Regions from separate parts of the Pan troglodytes genome. Here region 2 is linked to region 1. A link is a contact called in public Hi-C data. All regions are on one chromosome and are shown on one strand. The core of a region is the stretch at or near the end of the contact, and the rest is flanking DNA. Distances in the headings are between cores, read along the strand shown. Region 1 overlaps PDGFB (platelet derived growth factor subunit B). Region 2 holds the start of LOC112206814 (small nucleolar RNA U83B).

Region 1 (7,590 bases), core at 3,418-5,917:
GGCCCTCCCTGGCCACCCCACATCAAGCTACCCCCACCTCTGGACCCTGCCCCATCCTTCCGCACAGCACCAACTTCTATTCCCTTTACTCATTGGTTGCTTTCCTGCCCATTTCCGTGCATTTGAATGGAAGCTGCACGGTGCCTAGCGTGTGGATGGTATTCAAGAAGTAGTTGTTGAATTGAATAAATGAATGAGTGAATGAATGGCTGACCATTCCCTGTGTTCTTTCCTGAGGAATGCCCACTTGGCTAAGAATCTCTCTCCACCCGGCACTCCAGACTTGTAGCGAGTTGAAGCTAGCCTATCTTCCCCACGCTATACTTAAACTGAGCTCGTGCAACCAGCGGACCCTCCAACCACCACCGGCCATATTTCCCACCAGGACCACATCCCCTGTCCCCAGCCTCTGTGTGAGCTGTCACCTCCTCCCTGAAGGCCTCCTGATTCATCCATGTCTCCCTCTCTCCGGTGCCCTCCTGAGGGGTACCATGTCCTACCTGTGTCTGCCGGCCTCATGACTGGTGACTCTCCCACCCTCCTGATGGACAGTTAACTCGCCAAGGGCTCTGTCTCCTTCATTTCTGTAACCCCGGCACTCAGCAGAGCCTCTGCACACAGCAGGCGCCCACTCAGTGTTTGCTAACTGGAGTTGAACATTTGCCTTAGTTTTATGTTTAGTCTTTTCTGTTGGCCTTATTTTATTTCTTTTTTTTTTTTTTTTTTGAGACAGGGTCTCACTATGTTGCCCAGGCTGGTCTCAAACTGTCAGGCTCAAGTGATCCTCTTGCCTCAGCCCCCTGAGGAACTGGGATTACAGGTGTGAGCCACCATGCCCAGTGAGTTTATTTTATTTTAGTCATGTTCATTTGTTTTCTAGTTCATCTTTAATTTGATTTTTACAACATTTATTCTCCTTTTTCTGATTACAAAACGAACGTGCTCATTGCCAAAAACATTGAAAATACACCGTAAATACACAGGAAATAGGAAATTACTCATGATTTGGCCGCGCAGAGATCACTGTGATTAGCATTTGGTGGGTCACTTTGACTTCTTCTCATTGTGCACTTTCCCTTTTAGTAAATCTTACATTGGGACCATTTCTTATGTCCTCACTCTTCTTCAAAGGTCTCGTATTTGATGGCTGCATAATATTCCATTTCGTCATTTTATCATTATTTAATCAAGCTTGCCACACACAGATGATCGTGACACCCCCTGTGCCCATCCTCCTCCACAGACACAACCCCTGCCCACCCCCGCATCTGTAAACATACCCGGCCGTGCCGCAGTGGCCCCTAAGCCTCACAATTGAGGTGATTTCCCAGAGGAGGCTGAACAATGCCCTGGACATGTGGACCCAGCAGGGTGGGGTTCCAGCCTTTTCCTCCTACTGTCCCTCAGACAGACAGAGAGACAGACAGATGGCCAGCCAGCCAGCCAGGCAGACAGGACAGGCGGGTGGGACAGGCAGGCGGGACAGGCAGGCGGGCGGCACCAGGGGAAGGCGGAGGCAATAGCGTTGGGGGTGTCTGGCCTTTCGGGGGGGTCAAGTGGTAGGGAGATGGGGTCCTTGGGAGCAGGGCCCTGGCCTGGATGGGAGCTGAATTCTGCAGGGTGAGCCCTAGAGAAGAGCAGGTAACAGGGAGGGACTTCCTCTGCTTAATCCTCTCTCAAGGGCATGCAGAAGGAGGTGACTGATGGTCTCAGAACCAAACAGTTGAATTTCAGAATCCTGGGACCACAGAGGACTGATGGGGCTGGCCCCAGGGACCACATCCTCTAACCCTGTGATGGTCAAGTGGAGGTGCAGAGGCCCAGGGACTTCTCAGGGCTCATGACTCCAGCGAAGAGCTGCTCCTGCCTCTCGCTGTGGCCTGGACCAGGTTGCTCTGGTCCCTGTGCCCAGAGCCACCGTGAGCTGTTGAAGTGGGAAACGGGGCCTGCAGTGCAGATGGAGCTGGAGTTCCCAGGACTGGGCAGGGGCTTGGGGTGGTCCTCGAGCCAGCAGGAGAGGGGAGGGAGAGGGTGGGAGGCTAGAGACTGGCAGCCCAGATGCATCCATCCCACTGCAGCCCCTCCTGCCTGTCCCCTCCCGGCCCTGGAAGCCCCCTCCAGGCTCCCCAAGGGCAGAGGGCAGCATGGGGAGCGGACTTGGTCTCCTGCAGAGTGGAGGTCTCTGAAGCCTCCAGCTCCCAGCTTCTCCCGAGACTGCTCTGGGCCTGAAACTAGGGGGCGTTTGCAGAAAAACATGGAAAAGAATTACCCTAGTTTCTGGTGGTTTTGCAGAACAGCAAGTCCCCGGATTCCCGGGTCAGCTTGACCGAGCTAGCTGTGGGATCTTGGACAAGGACCCCTTTCCTCCTAGGACCCCAAAGGCACTCCCAGGGTGAGGGCTCCAGAGCCTGACCGCCCCCAGGCCCTCCCCTCTGAATATTCGAATCCTGCATACCATGGCTGCGTGGCGGTGGGAACCACTATATCCCACCAGGCCCGGCCCAGTGCGGAGAAGGGATGGGCTCCTGCCCTTAGCCAGAGGCACAGGCTCTGCAGAGAGGCAGTGATGATGCCATAGAGCGTGACAAGGACAGCAATGCTGGGGTTGCCCAAGGAAGGGATCAAAGCCTCCCATCTTGCAGACAGAGATACTGAGTCGCGGAGAAGGGATGGGCTCCTGCCCTTAGCCAGAGGCACAGGCTCTGCAGAGAGGCAGTGATGATGCCATAGAGCGTGACAAGGACAGCAATGCTGGGGTTGCCCAAGGAAGGGATCAAAGCCTCCCATCTTGCAGACAGAGATACTGAGTCCCAGAGAGGGGAAGTGGCTGTCCGGGCACTGGAGACTAGAACCCAGGAGTCTTCTACCTCTCCCCTCTTCCGGCCCTGACCCCGAGAGCTTCCCTGGGGATGGTAGGTGGGCTAGGGAGCCCCATAAGGTAGAACTGAAAGCAGAAACTCCTCCCCTGTTAACTGACTCCTCCCAGAGCCCCCGAATCTCTGCTTCCAGGGTTGGGGTTCATTTGCCTCTGCGATAGTCTGGGATGCGTGGGACTGGCACAAGATGGGTCCCCTATCACCCCAAGTCCAAGGGGCGCCCCAAGCGGGGTGCTGCTGTGCCGTGTCGGGCCAGCATGGCAGTAGGCCAGGGCCCCCGGCAGCGCCGAGGCAGCTGGACAGGGCGGCCGCCAAGAATGCCAGGAATGCGGAGCCGCCGTGTCCTTCCCGCTCCTCTTCCTCCCCCCCGCCAGCCCAGAACAGGATATTCCCTGTCCAGGGAAACCCAAGTCCGGTCCCTTTATGGGAAAACCATGGGGCATCTGGTGGGCACTGTTCCTGCACTGGGACGGGTGTTCAGCATAGGGGAGCCCTCAGAGACGGGGGCATTGGGTGCTGCTGCGGAGGATGCAGGGGTCTGTGGGGGCTGGCTCTGTGTGGGTTCAGCACATATGAGGGCCTACTATGCGCTAAGGGCTTCATGTGAATTAACTCACTCAGTCTCACATCAACCCTGGGAGCTTCTGCTTTGCAGATCAGGAAACTGAGGCTCACAGAGGCTAAGGAGCTTGCCCGAAGGCCCTAGCTAGCAAGCCGCAAAGCCAGTCAGACTCTGATACCCAGACTCTCAGCCATAGGCCAGGTGGCCCCAACTCAACTGTGGCCATGGGGGCATGGCCTGTGCCCTCACATGGCACCTGTGGGGGAAGGGCACGTTGTTCCCAGCTGGTCCGTTTCAAAGGTGGCAAAGGTTTGTCTTAGAGACACAGGGTCCGGCCCTGCCCCCGGGGCTGTTCTTGCAGATCTCAGCACCATGGAATCCCAGAGTTTGATCAGGATACAGACCATTGGCACCAGGAGGGGCTCCTCTGGACCCTTCCTTATGAGCAGGGGAGGCCGTCACTCTGGAGGTTCAGGGATAAGAGGTGGGGCTCTGAGAGAGCTGAAGGGGGGACACAGGTCGGGGGAGAGAGCGGGGCTAGCTGCACCGACTCCAGCCCTGGGGTCCTAGAGGTGCCGCGCCCTGCCCTGGGCTGCATGCCCATCACCTCCCTTCGAGGCCAGCCCACCTCGGCCCTTTGGTTTGGCTACAGGTCTGGGGCATTACCCTAGCAGGGTCAGGTGCAGGCAGAGACGTGGAGACCCTAGCCTTGGATCAGGCCTTTGGCGGGTGGAGAATGGAGAAAATGCAGAGGCACGGGCTGTGCTGCCACCCTCGCAACCCCCGAAACCAGCCCAAAGTGATGGGACACCAAGGGACCATCTACACGAGAAATTCTCCCCATTTAGAAATAGGGAAAACTGAGGCACAGGGAGGCCATGTGGCTTGCTCAGAGTCATAGAGCTGTCACGCTGTCACCTAGTGGAGATGTGATTGGAATCCTGGTCTTTCTGTCTCTGGCCCCCACCTGGGGGCCCCTCACGGTTCCTCTCTTCTCCCCTGCTTCCCTAGCCCCCCAAGTCTGGCTGGTTCTATTCCAGTGTGTTGTCCTGTAAGGGCTTCGGGTCCCCCGGGGGGCCAGGGTCAGGTAAACAGGATCCCAGCCGCATTCCCTGACCTTGTTTACCTCCCAAAAGAATGTGAGGGCATTCTTCCCCTTCCCGGGCTGTGAGTCAGCTCCCAGCAATGCGCCGGCTGGCTGCTGGCTGCCCTTCCCCCATGCAACCCCCTCCAGACCCCTGCCCCTTGCCTTCTCACCCGGTGACGTCACTGATGTCACCCCTCCCCATACCCCCATGGAGCCCACCAGGCCTCCAGTTGCCATGGCGACGGCTCACAACAGGAAGCACAGCCCCATCGAGGCCTGCGCTGGGGCAGAAACACAGGAAGCCGCGCTAAGCACTGAGCAGCATTGTCAGCCCCGTAAAAAACAAAACAGGACAAAAAGATTTAATGAGAACAATCAGCCCAAAGAAAAAGGAAAAAAAAAAAAAAGACCAAAAAAACAAACAAAGCCAAACAGCCTGAAGGCAGGGGGCTGGCAGGGCTCCAAGGACCCCACGTTTTCCCTCCCAACACAATGTAGGCTCAATAATACTTCCTTCTCAGAAGGAGGCTCCCGGGGGTGAGCAGCGGCTGCAGCAGCTCCAAAACTACCCTTGGCTACCCTTGGTAACCCCAACCCAGGTCCAGCTCTGTGCCCTCTACTGAAGGCTTTGGGGGACTGGATAGGCTAGTCCTGCCCCCACCTCCCCAAGTATTACCCCTCCTAAGTCCTGCTAGGGAACGTATTCAGTTCAGTGGAAGAAAGAGCACAGGCTCCTGGGTCACCCAGATGGAAAATCTACTCCTGGCCCAGCCGCTGCCTGATTGTGAGATTCTGTGTGGGTGGCGATCTCTCTTGCACCTCACTTTCCTCATTGGTTTTGCACCTCACTTTCCTCATTGGTTTTGCAACCATCACTGTCATCAGCATCCGCCTTCACACCTCACAGAGGTGTTGCATAGCTCAGGCGAGCTGGCACATCAACTAGCACCCAGTAGGTGCTCATGCGTGCAGAAGGAACTCACAGAGGATGAATGAATGGGGCAGAAATTCCGTAGAGGCAGCTAGCTCAGCTCTGAACTAACTATCAGAGATGGACAAGATGCCCCAGGGGGTATGGGGCTCCCCATCGCTAGACGGGGCAGGCTTGTGAAGGCTTGGTGGGACCTTGTGGAAGGGACTGAGCCCTGGAACAGGGAGGGTGTAGGGGAGGAGCAAAGCTCCCTCCCTCCAGCAGAAGGCTCTGGCCCAGTGGTCCTGTCTGGATAATCCCATTTAGTCTGGTATCTGGTTGATGCCTGCACCGTGACTATGGGAAGAGACCCTACAGTGTCAGTGGGGCAGTTAGTGGTGGGGGGACCCCTGGCTCTTTCTCCATTGCCTGGAGAGAGTAGGGTCCCAGGGCAGAGGAGGTCACCATTCTAGTCCATTTAGGAATGTGACGGATAAGAATGATCCCTGTGGGACAGTGGCAGAGCTGGACTCTGACCACACGGGCAGGTCAGGCCATCCCTTGCCATGTGGATCGGTCCAGCACCTGCTGTTACCCCAGTGGTTCCTGCCAATGATTGGTGATAGAGCTGGCCTTGCAGGGCCCGGTCGGGGAGTGGGGGACGGGATGCTTAGGCGAGGAGGCTGACTGAGGCTCAGAGCCTGGCTCCAGGTGGTCAGAGAGGCCACCTGGGGGAAATGGGCCAGAAAGTGCGGACGGGACTTTGTTGGGTAAGGACAAAAATGGTAGCTGTTCCACTCAAGGGCATAGCAGGAGCACAGGCGTGGTGGTGAGAAAGCCCAGGGTGTTCTGGCCACGGGACCCAGATCTGCGCACCTGTAGTCGAAGTTGGTGTCACAAGATAGAGAGATCCCACGGAAAAGAGGCTGGAGCCGGATCCCAGAGGGTCTTGAGTGTCACCGCCAGGAGTCGGGAGCTGACACCCTAGGCACCGGGGAACTGCTGGGGGCTTTTGACCAGGGTAGTGATATGTGCAGCCGGGTAATTTAGGGTGATGCCTCCGTGTGGATTAGGAGTGGAGGATGCACCAGGAAACAGCATAGGATGGGAGGTCAGGGAATCTGGGGTCTGCTAATTGGCTTCTTTTCTTTTGAACTTAATAATAATGAGACATAATAGGTATTCAATCAGGCCGGGCGCAGTGGCTCACGCTTGTAATCGCAGCACTTTGGGAGGCCGAAGCAGGCAGATCATCTGAGGTCAGGAGTTCGAGACCAGCCTGACCAAGGTGGTGAAACCCCATCTCTAGTTAAAAAAAAAAAAAAAAGTACAAAATTAGCCAGGCGTGGTAGCACACGCCTGTAATCCCAGCTACTTGGGAGGCTGGGGCAAGAGAATTGCTTGGACTCAGGAGGTGGAGGTTGCAGTGAGCTGAGGTCACACCGCTGCACTCCAGCCTGGGCAACAACAGTGAAACTCCATCTGAAAAAAAAAAAAAAGGTGTTCAATCAATATTTATAGAATGAATGAATGGCAACCACCGTATACTGTGATATTTATTTTGCATACGTTGTCTTGTCAATTCTCACTACAAGCCTACAAAATAGGCCTCATTCTTCCTGGTTTTACAAATGAGAAAATGGAGGTTCAGAGAGGTTGAGGGACCTGCTCCAGGCTGCACAGCATGCTGTGGTGGAGCAAGATTCCAGCACAGCTGAACCCACCCACCATCTCCCACTGCAGAGTCCACCCCAGCGCTGGGCTCTGTGCTGAACCCACCCACCATCTCCCACTGCAGAGTCCACCCCAGCGCTGGGCTCTGTGCCAGGCCTTGGGGACACACAGATAACCGAGCTCCAACCATGTGCCTGAGTAGCCCCCAGATTAGAGGCCTCAGTTTTCCCAGCTGTGGACTGAGGGCTGGTGGAGGAGTGCTCAGGGAGGGGGCTGCCCAGGGCCCAGCTGGGGGAAGACAACACTGAGACATGGGAGGAAGGGAAGGGTGCCCTGAGAAGAGGCAGGATAACTGTGGGGCGCTTGCAGAAAAGGAGCAGAGGCCAGGGCTTGGTAAGGGGATGAGGGGAGAAGCAGACGTGCTGAGAGGCAGGAGCAGGTGGTCAGAGGCTGGGAGGAAATGGATCTCGGCCGCAGCCAT
Region 2 (6,792 bases), core at 3,969-6,468, 130 kb before region 1:
AGTGGGGTTTCTGTGCCTGTCAGCGCTGCTTCACTGACTGTAGCTTATGCATCACATGGACATCAGTGGCTTGCTTCTCATGGGTCAGTTCTGGCCCATCTTGATGATTGTAAGGTGCCATCCTGTAGAGTGGCTGTGGTGGGGCTGACTGGTGTGGCTGGGGATACTAGCCTTATTGGTCCCTGATCCCACCACCAGGGGGGTGTCAGGCCTCCTGTGTTGTACAGCAGGATCTTTAGTTTTAGCCCAGCTGCCTTACAGAAAGGAACCTGGAGGGCCAGTCAGCTTTTTGCTCTGACCTTGGGATATGCTGTGACTGGGACTGAGGCCTCAGCTGCCTTCCTAGCATGCTTTGCAGGTCAGCACACTGGCATGTCTGGGTTATTTGTCCCTAATGCCCCAGCCTTACACCCTTCTTGTTCATTCAGATCTATAAGATTGGCCAGGGCTACCTTATCAAGGACGGCAAGCTGATCAAGAACAATGCCTCCACTGACTATGACCTATCTGACAAGAGCATCAACCCTCTGGTAAGTAATGGGTGTTCTGCTCTGTGAGGCCATCCCAGGCCTCGTGCTTTTGGGGATAGGCTGCTTCCTAGGGGCTGCTAGCAGGATCGTTAACTGAAGCCAGCACAACACCTAGCTGTGTCCCTTGTAAGTGGCATGTTGTCATCTGAGTCCACTCGTTGGGGTTGGCTGGTGAGAAGTGGGGTCTCAGGCTCAGCTGTTCAGTGATGAGGCCTGGAATGTGCGCTGGGCACAGCGCCCGAGACAGACTGCGGAACCGTTCCTTGTTGCCTTCCTTCTGAGAACAGCCCTGTGGTCAGGGAGGGCCTGAACCTGGAGGGGTCATCTGCACGACAATCCCCTCCTGGGCCTGGTGCTGGGCCTGTGCTGATCAGATGCTCTTCTTTTCAAGGGTGGCTTTGTCCACTATGGTGAAGTGACCAATGACTTTGTCATGCTGAAAGGCTGTGTGGTGGGAACCAAGAAGCGGGTGCTCACCCTCCGCAAGGTGAGGCAGGTCCTGACTCGTCATGGGGGGGCTCTTGTAGAGGGAGGATCTAAGGCCACAGACGCTGGTGGCCGTGTGGTGGGAGAGGAGAGGAAGGAGAGGGTGTTGGCAGTCCCTTCACACTGGCTTTGAAGTCCTGAGATGAGGAAATTCCCAGTCTGGCCTTGCTGGGCTGTTTGCTGCTTTGAGTGTGTCCTCATCTGCCGGATGGTGGGGGAGGCTGAATTGATCGTGTGGCTTCCCAGATGCAGGGGCGCTGTGAACAGTGCTGAGGAAAGCCTGGCTCCTCGTAATCCTAAATCCCTTCCCCTCTTGGCCCACAGTCCTTGCTGGTGCAGACGAAGCGGCGGGCTCTGGAGAAGATTGACCTTAAGTTCATTGACACCACCTCCAAGTTTGGCCATGGCCGCTTCCAGACCATGGAGGAGAAGAAAGCATTCATGGTGAGCACTTCTGCCTGCCCCCCTCGCTGGGTGCGGTGGCTTGGGCAGCCGCCTGCCTTTGGCTCCAGCCGGGGTAGGGGTGGTCTTGATGCCTTAGGCCTCTCTTGTGGCTGTGGAGACTGGCCCAGAGTCTTGGTCCCCTCTAGAGTGGGCATCTGCTGTCACCTGTCATCTTCTACCTCTGACCACTGCCTCTCTCCCCACAGGGACCACTCAAGAAAGACCGAATTGCAAAGGAAGAAGGAGCTTAATGCCAGGAACAGATTTTGCAGTTGGTGGGGTCTCAATAAAAGTTATTTTCCACTGACATCTTGCCTCTTTCTTCAGGAGAGAGGCTGGGACTGGGGAGGCAGATGGGGGCCCTTGAGGTGCCTCGTGCTCCCCAAGGCCACTGCCCTCCTTTCTGTAGCTTCGCTGGGTTTGCCCTCTGGCCTCCCACTCTGTCCCCCACCCTCAGTCCCTGGAGGGAGGTAAAAGCTGGGCCTGGTTCTGCCGCTGAGCTGTAGAAATCCAGCCTGGAGCAGTGGGCATTGTGCAAATGTTTGTCACCAGGGTGAGGCAGCTGGGTCTCTGCTGTTTGCACAGCTTGGGTGATGCCAGTGCTGTGGAGACGGGAAGGAGACAGGGAGGCCTGGATGTTCCCTGGCGCCTTTGATGCTGGTGTGCAGGCAGACCGTGGGTTAAAAAGTTCGTTTGGTTTTAAATTAATCCAGGGAAGGGTGGCTTCCAGTTAAGGCTTGTTCAGGTTCTCTTGTAATCTGCACCCCAAGTCTGGTACTGGGAGAACATGAACACAGGCACAGAGGTTAAGGGACTTCCCCGGCTCGGCAGCTGGAAGCCTAGTTGGAACGTGTGGCAGAGGGCTGTGTCCCCTCTGGGCTGGGGTCTGCCTTCTGGGACTTGGCTGGTGCAGTCCCTGTTCCCACTGGAGATGGCCCCTGTACCCCAGCCCCCTCGGGCATGGGACTTACGTGCTTTCTTGACTTGCACGTTGAGTGCCCGCTGCCCTCAGTCCCTGGAGCCCAGGATGCTGGGGTGCAGCTGCTGCTGTAAGCTGAAGGAAGCCCCCAGGCTCTGGACTGACCCCTGTGACCTGGCCTGGAGCCTGGTGATCTCGGTGAAGCCCAGCACAGACCCTGGTGCTTGGACCCACTTGCTGACTCCCTGTCTTTGCTCAAGCTGCACCTAGGCTCTACCAGGATGCAGGTCCCCTGATGCCGTCGAAGCTGCTCCCTCAGACTCAGGTGCTGTGGCTGTGAGCAGGCGCTGTGCTGTACTCCATCCCTCGCTGAGTTACTTGTGGATAGAGTCCCCAGCTGCGCCAGCTGACTGTCCACCCAGCGGTGTCTGGCAGGCCTGCTAGTCACCGGGACCCTAACTGTGTGTTTGAGTCTCTGTTTATTTGGATGGATTGGCAATAGCTGGGATCTGAGGATCAGCGTACAGGGTGCACCTGTGGGCTCGGGGGGTGTGTGGGACTGCGGGAGAACAGTTGTGGAGATGCCCAAGTTGTCACTGTCTCCCTGTGGACCTGAGGGTGCAGGGTGAAGCACTAAAATATCTTGAAGTCGGCCGGGCGCGGTGGCTCACGCCTGTAATCTCAGCACTTTGGGAGGCTGAGGCGGGCGGATCAAGAGGTCAGGAGATTGAGACCACGGTGAAACACCGTCTCTACTGAAAATACAAAAAAATTAGCCTGGCGCGGTGGCAGGCGCCTGTAGTCCCAGCTACTTGGGAGGCTGAGGCAGGAGAATGGCGTGAATCCAGGAGGCGGAGCTTGCAGTGAGCCGAGATGGCGCCACTGCACTCCAGCCTGGATGACAGAGCGAGACTCCGTCTCAAAAAAAAAAAAGTCATCCAGGTGCAGAGCGGATAAGTGCCATGTAGGTCCTGAGGCAGGGGCAGGTCAGAGTTGAGTTGTGTGCAGCAGGAACCTTCCCCACGTGTGTCTGTCCACCCTGCAAGTCTCCAGCCCCTTCTGAGCTTGGCTTGGGGCAGCTGGTCTCAAGGCAGAACCCTCCTTCCTGCAGCCCCTCCCATCTTTGGCTCTGCAGCCTGGGCCTAGGTGACTGGAGCTGCACTTCAGGTTGGAGCCACCAGGGGGTGAGTGTGCGGCACGTGCCCTGCAAGAGGGCCCTGCTAGGGGTTTTGGATTGGGCAGGGTTCCTTTCTGCATCAGGGTCTTCGGATGCCCCGCAGTCATGGGAGTCAAGTGCACAGCTGGAATGGGTCATGACCTATTGTCCCAAGGCCACCAGGCACCTTAGTGGCAGGGCCAGGTGTGAGACCTGGTTGCCTGGTCTCCTGGGTGCTGCCTTTTGTCAGTCTCCATGGTTAGATCTTGTCCTGGTGGGGATGCTGACTGGGCAGGGGTCCCAGCCTGTCCCCTCCCTTCCCCATCCCTTAGGCTGGGCCTGGAGCCCCGCTGCCTACCAGCCCAGAAAGGAAAGGGTTTGCTGGTCTGAGATGTCCTGGCCGAGCCTTGCTGCTTGTCCAGGGCTCTGTACCGAGTTCTGGGTATGGCCAGGATGACAGGACACAAAGAACAAAGGCCCCTAGGGGTAGTCTGTCTGTCTTCCCCCAGGCTCAGGACACACACACAGGCACCCAGTACCACAGACACACCTGCAGGCTGCAAGTGGAGGCTGGCGTCACACCCGTACCTGTCCACATGTGCCCAAGTGCACAGAAAGCCTTTCTCACGGGCAGCCTGGCTTGACTGGGGGCTGAGCCTTTGCTGTTGACAGCCCCTCAGCCCTTCCTTGCCTGCCGTGTGTGGTGGCTCACGTCTGTAATCTCAGCACTTTGGGAGACTGATACGGGAGGATGGCTTGAGCCCAGGAGTTTGAGACAACATAGTGAGACTTGTCTCTACAAAAGATTTAAAAGTTAGCTGGGTATGGTGGCGCATGCCTATAGTCCCAGCTACTTGGGAGGCTGAGGTGGGAGGATCCGCTTGAGCCTGGGAGGTCAAGGCTGCAGTGAGCCATGCATGATTGCACCACTGCACTCCAGGCTGGGTGACAGAGCAAGATCCTGTCAAGAAAAAAGCCAGTTTAGAAGTGAAGACGGCTGTGAGGAAATAAAACAGGTCACTGGGATGGAGTCATGTGGGTGGGGTCGGGGAGGCCTCTCTGAGATTTGAAAGGTATCAAGGATCCTGCCTGTGGAGCCCTGTGCTGGAACACTCACTCCCGCCAGGGAATGGTGAGTGCGAAGGCCCTGGGGTGGGACAAGGCTCCTGGGCTCCGGTATGAGCTCCTGAGGGAGGGGCTTCATGATATGGGCTCATTCCCAGCTGGATCTCCTGTCTCCCTAGCATGGAGAAGGTTTGTTGGGGGTCTCTGCATCTCTGGGCCTCGTCTGTATTGTGCGTGGGCCTCGTCTGTATTGTGCGTGTGCCCCGCTGTCCCGAGTGGAGGCCTGTGGTGGGTGGGGCGGCTGCCGTGCCTGTGCATGTCACCGAGGGTACATCTCCAAGTGCCTGCTGGCATGCGCTTCCTGTCACGCTTTTCTCTCCAGAACCCCTAGACAGGCCTTGCCGGAATCCTGCGGTGACAGAACAAGAAGTCTCATTCCATTCCTCCTGAAAAAAAGAAAAAATACCTGCTGGGAATTTCTGAGCAAGTGGGAACAGGGAGGTGGTGGCAGGAGCTGCCTTTGCCTTAAAAGGTGTGACGGAGCCAGGGACTTCGCTCAGCTCACCTGGGGATGGCCACAGGGTGTAGAGGGGTGAGTGGCTGGCCGCCACCTTGTGGGCTCACCCCAAATTGCTCTCTGCCTAGATCCTCGTTGACAGCCTTGCTGGCGGGGGCTGTGCTGCTCTGTCTCTGTCCCCCTACCCAGATGTAGCCCCATGCAGCTGGCAGCTCACCTTCCTCCCCTTGGTTCTCAACCTCGTAGCTGATAATGCAGCTACTTGCTGCAACTTCTGGGGGTCCCTCTGCCCTGCCTCCTGGGCAGTTCCCAGGAGCCCAAAGTCCCTTTCCCTTTCAGGAGCAGTCTCAGGAGCCCAGGCCAGGCCACCGACAGGAGACTGCCTGATGCAAACCTCACGGGAGGCAGGAAATTACAGTAGCCCCCTACCCTCCAACACCCCCAGTGGATTCCTGAAACCGCGGATAGTACGGAACCCTCTGTGGATTAGGCTTTTTCTCTCTGATCACCAAGAGGGCTACAAAGTGACTCACGGGCGGGAACGCCTGCAGTGCGGAGACGCTGGACAGAGGAATGAGTCACGATCATCGCTGCATGATTTCATCACCCTGCTCAGAATGGCATGCAATGTCAAATTATGAATTATTTCTGAAATTTTCTCTTTAATATTTTCAGGCTGTGGCTGACTGCTGGAAACTGCAACCAAGGAAAGTGAAACCACAGATAATGGGGGCGCTGCGGTAACTCCACGGGCCTGAGAGTGAGGGAGGAAGGGAGCATCCAGGAACCATCCAGAGCCCAACCTCACCAGCCGCTCACCCACAATCAGCAGCACTCACAGGTCAAGGCAGTGTGCGGGACAGCAGGCAGCAATCATTGTGAGCATCTTGCTCTGTATTAGGCACTGGGCATTTCACACAGAGAAAAAGTCATCAGGCTCACTCCTTGAGGCAGGTTCTGTTATGATCACATTTTACAGTAAGAAACTGGGGCTTGTGGATGAATAACTTGCCCAGGGGTGCTGTATTGGTGGGGTTGGGACGTGAGCCCAGGCATCTCTTCACCCTCACTCTAGGCTACCAGGGGTCGGTAAAGCCAATGAATGCTGCCTCAAGGGTGAAGGAGAGGGCTCATTTGTTGAGCACCTATGGTGTGCCAAGGTTTGTACTCAACTCTTTTCAGAGTTACCTTATTTTTATTTTTTGAGACAGGGTCTCACTGTGTCGCCTAGGGCTGGAGTGCGGTGGTGCGATCACGGCTCACTGCAGCCTTGACCTCCCAGGCTCGAGCAATCCTCCCACCTCAGCCTCCCGAGTAGCTGGGACTACAGGTGTGTGCCACCATGCCTGGCTAATATTGTATTTTTTTTTTTTTTTAGATGGAGTCTCGCACTGTGGCCCAGGCTGGAGTGCAGTGGCGTGATCTCAGCTCACTGCAAGCTCCACCTACCGGGTTCACGCCATTCTCCTGCCTCAGCCTCCCGAGTAGCTGGGACTATAGGCACCCGCCACCACGCCCGGCTAATTTTTTTTTATTTTTTAGTAGAGACAGGGTTTCATCGTGTTAGCCAGGATGGTCTCGATCTCCTGACCTCGTGATCCACCTGTCTCGGCCTCCCAAAGTGCTGGGATTACAGGCATGAGCCACCGTGCCTGGCCTAATATTTGTATTTTTT

Evidence for each region. Hi-C and Micro-C count contacts between places; a contact is called where the count stands out from the background.
Region 2: a contact with region 1 is called in a Hi-C map of induced pluripotent stem cells, with 3 times the contacts expected there. The contact joins two enhancer-like sites. A contact is called at or near these places in 5 of 7 Hi-C or Micro-C datasets (blood, induced pluripotent stem cells, a lymphoblastoid cell line and 1 more), 1 of 1 datasets of contacts at active chromatin or transcription factors (stem cell-derived excitatory neurons) and 1 of 1 other capture datasets (stem cell-derived neural stem cells).

What each region holds. Positions count from the first base shown.
Region 1 is chr23:41,172,773-41,180,362 of NHGRI_mPanTro3-v2.0_pri, reverse strand. PDGFB (platelet derived growth factor subunit B) reads left to right here. Exons shown (of 9, transcript XR_008541827.2): 9 at 1-1,105. LOC129138513 (a long non-coding RNA gene) reads right to left here. Exons shown (of 2, transcript XR_008541830.1): 2 at 6,618-6,917. Among named protein-coding and RNA genes, the nearest start is that of CBX7, 24 kb to the right of the region's middle. Within about 2 kb of position 4,667, at least 14 of the 24 cell types and tissues checked have an H3K27ac peak or open chromatin away from gene starts, as enhancers often do. A contact at or near this core is called in induced pluripotent stem cells and stem cell-derived neural stem cells, where this site is marked.
Region 2 is chr23:41,305,332-41,312,123 of NHGRI_mPanTro3-v2.0_pri, reverse strand. It overlaps RPL3 (ribosomal protein L3), which reads left to right. Exons shown (of 10, transcript NM_001280414.1): 7 at 429-530; 8 at 922-1,017; 9 at 1,341-1,460; 10 at 1,667-1,767. The coding sequence ends at 1,711. LOC112206814 (small nucleolar RNA U83B) reads left to right here and starts at 726; the gene lies at 726-818. Within about 2 kb of position 5,218, at least 7 of the 24 cell types and tissues checked have an H3K27ac peak or open chromatin away from gene starts, as enhancers often do. A contact at or near this core is called in induced pluripotent stem cells and stem cell-derived neural stem cells, where this site is marked.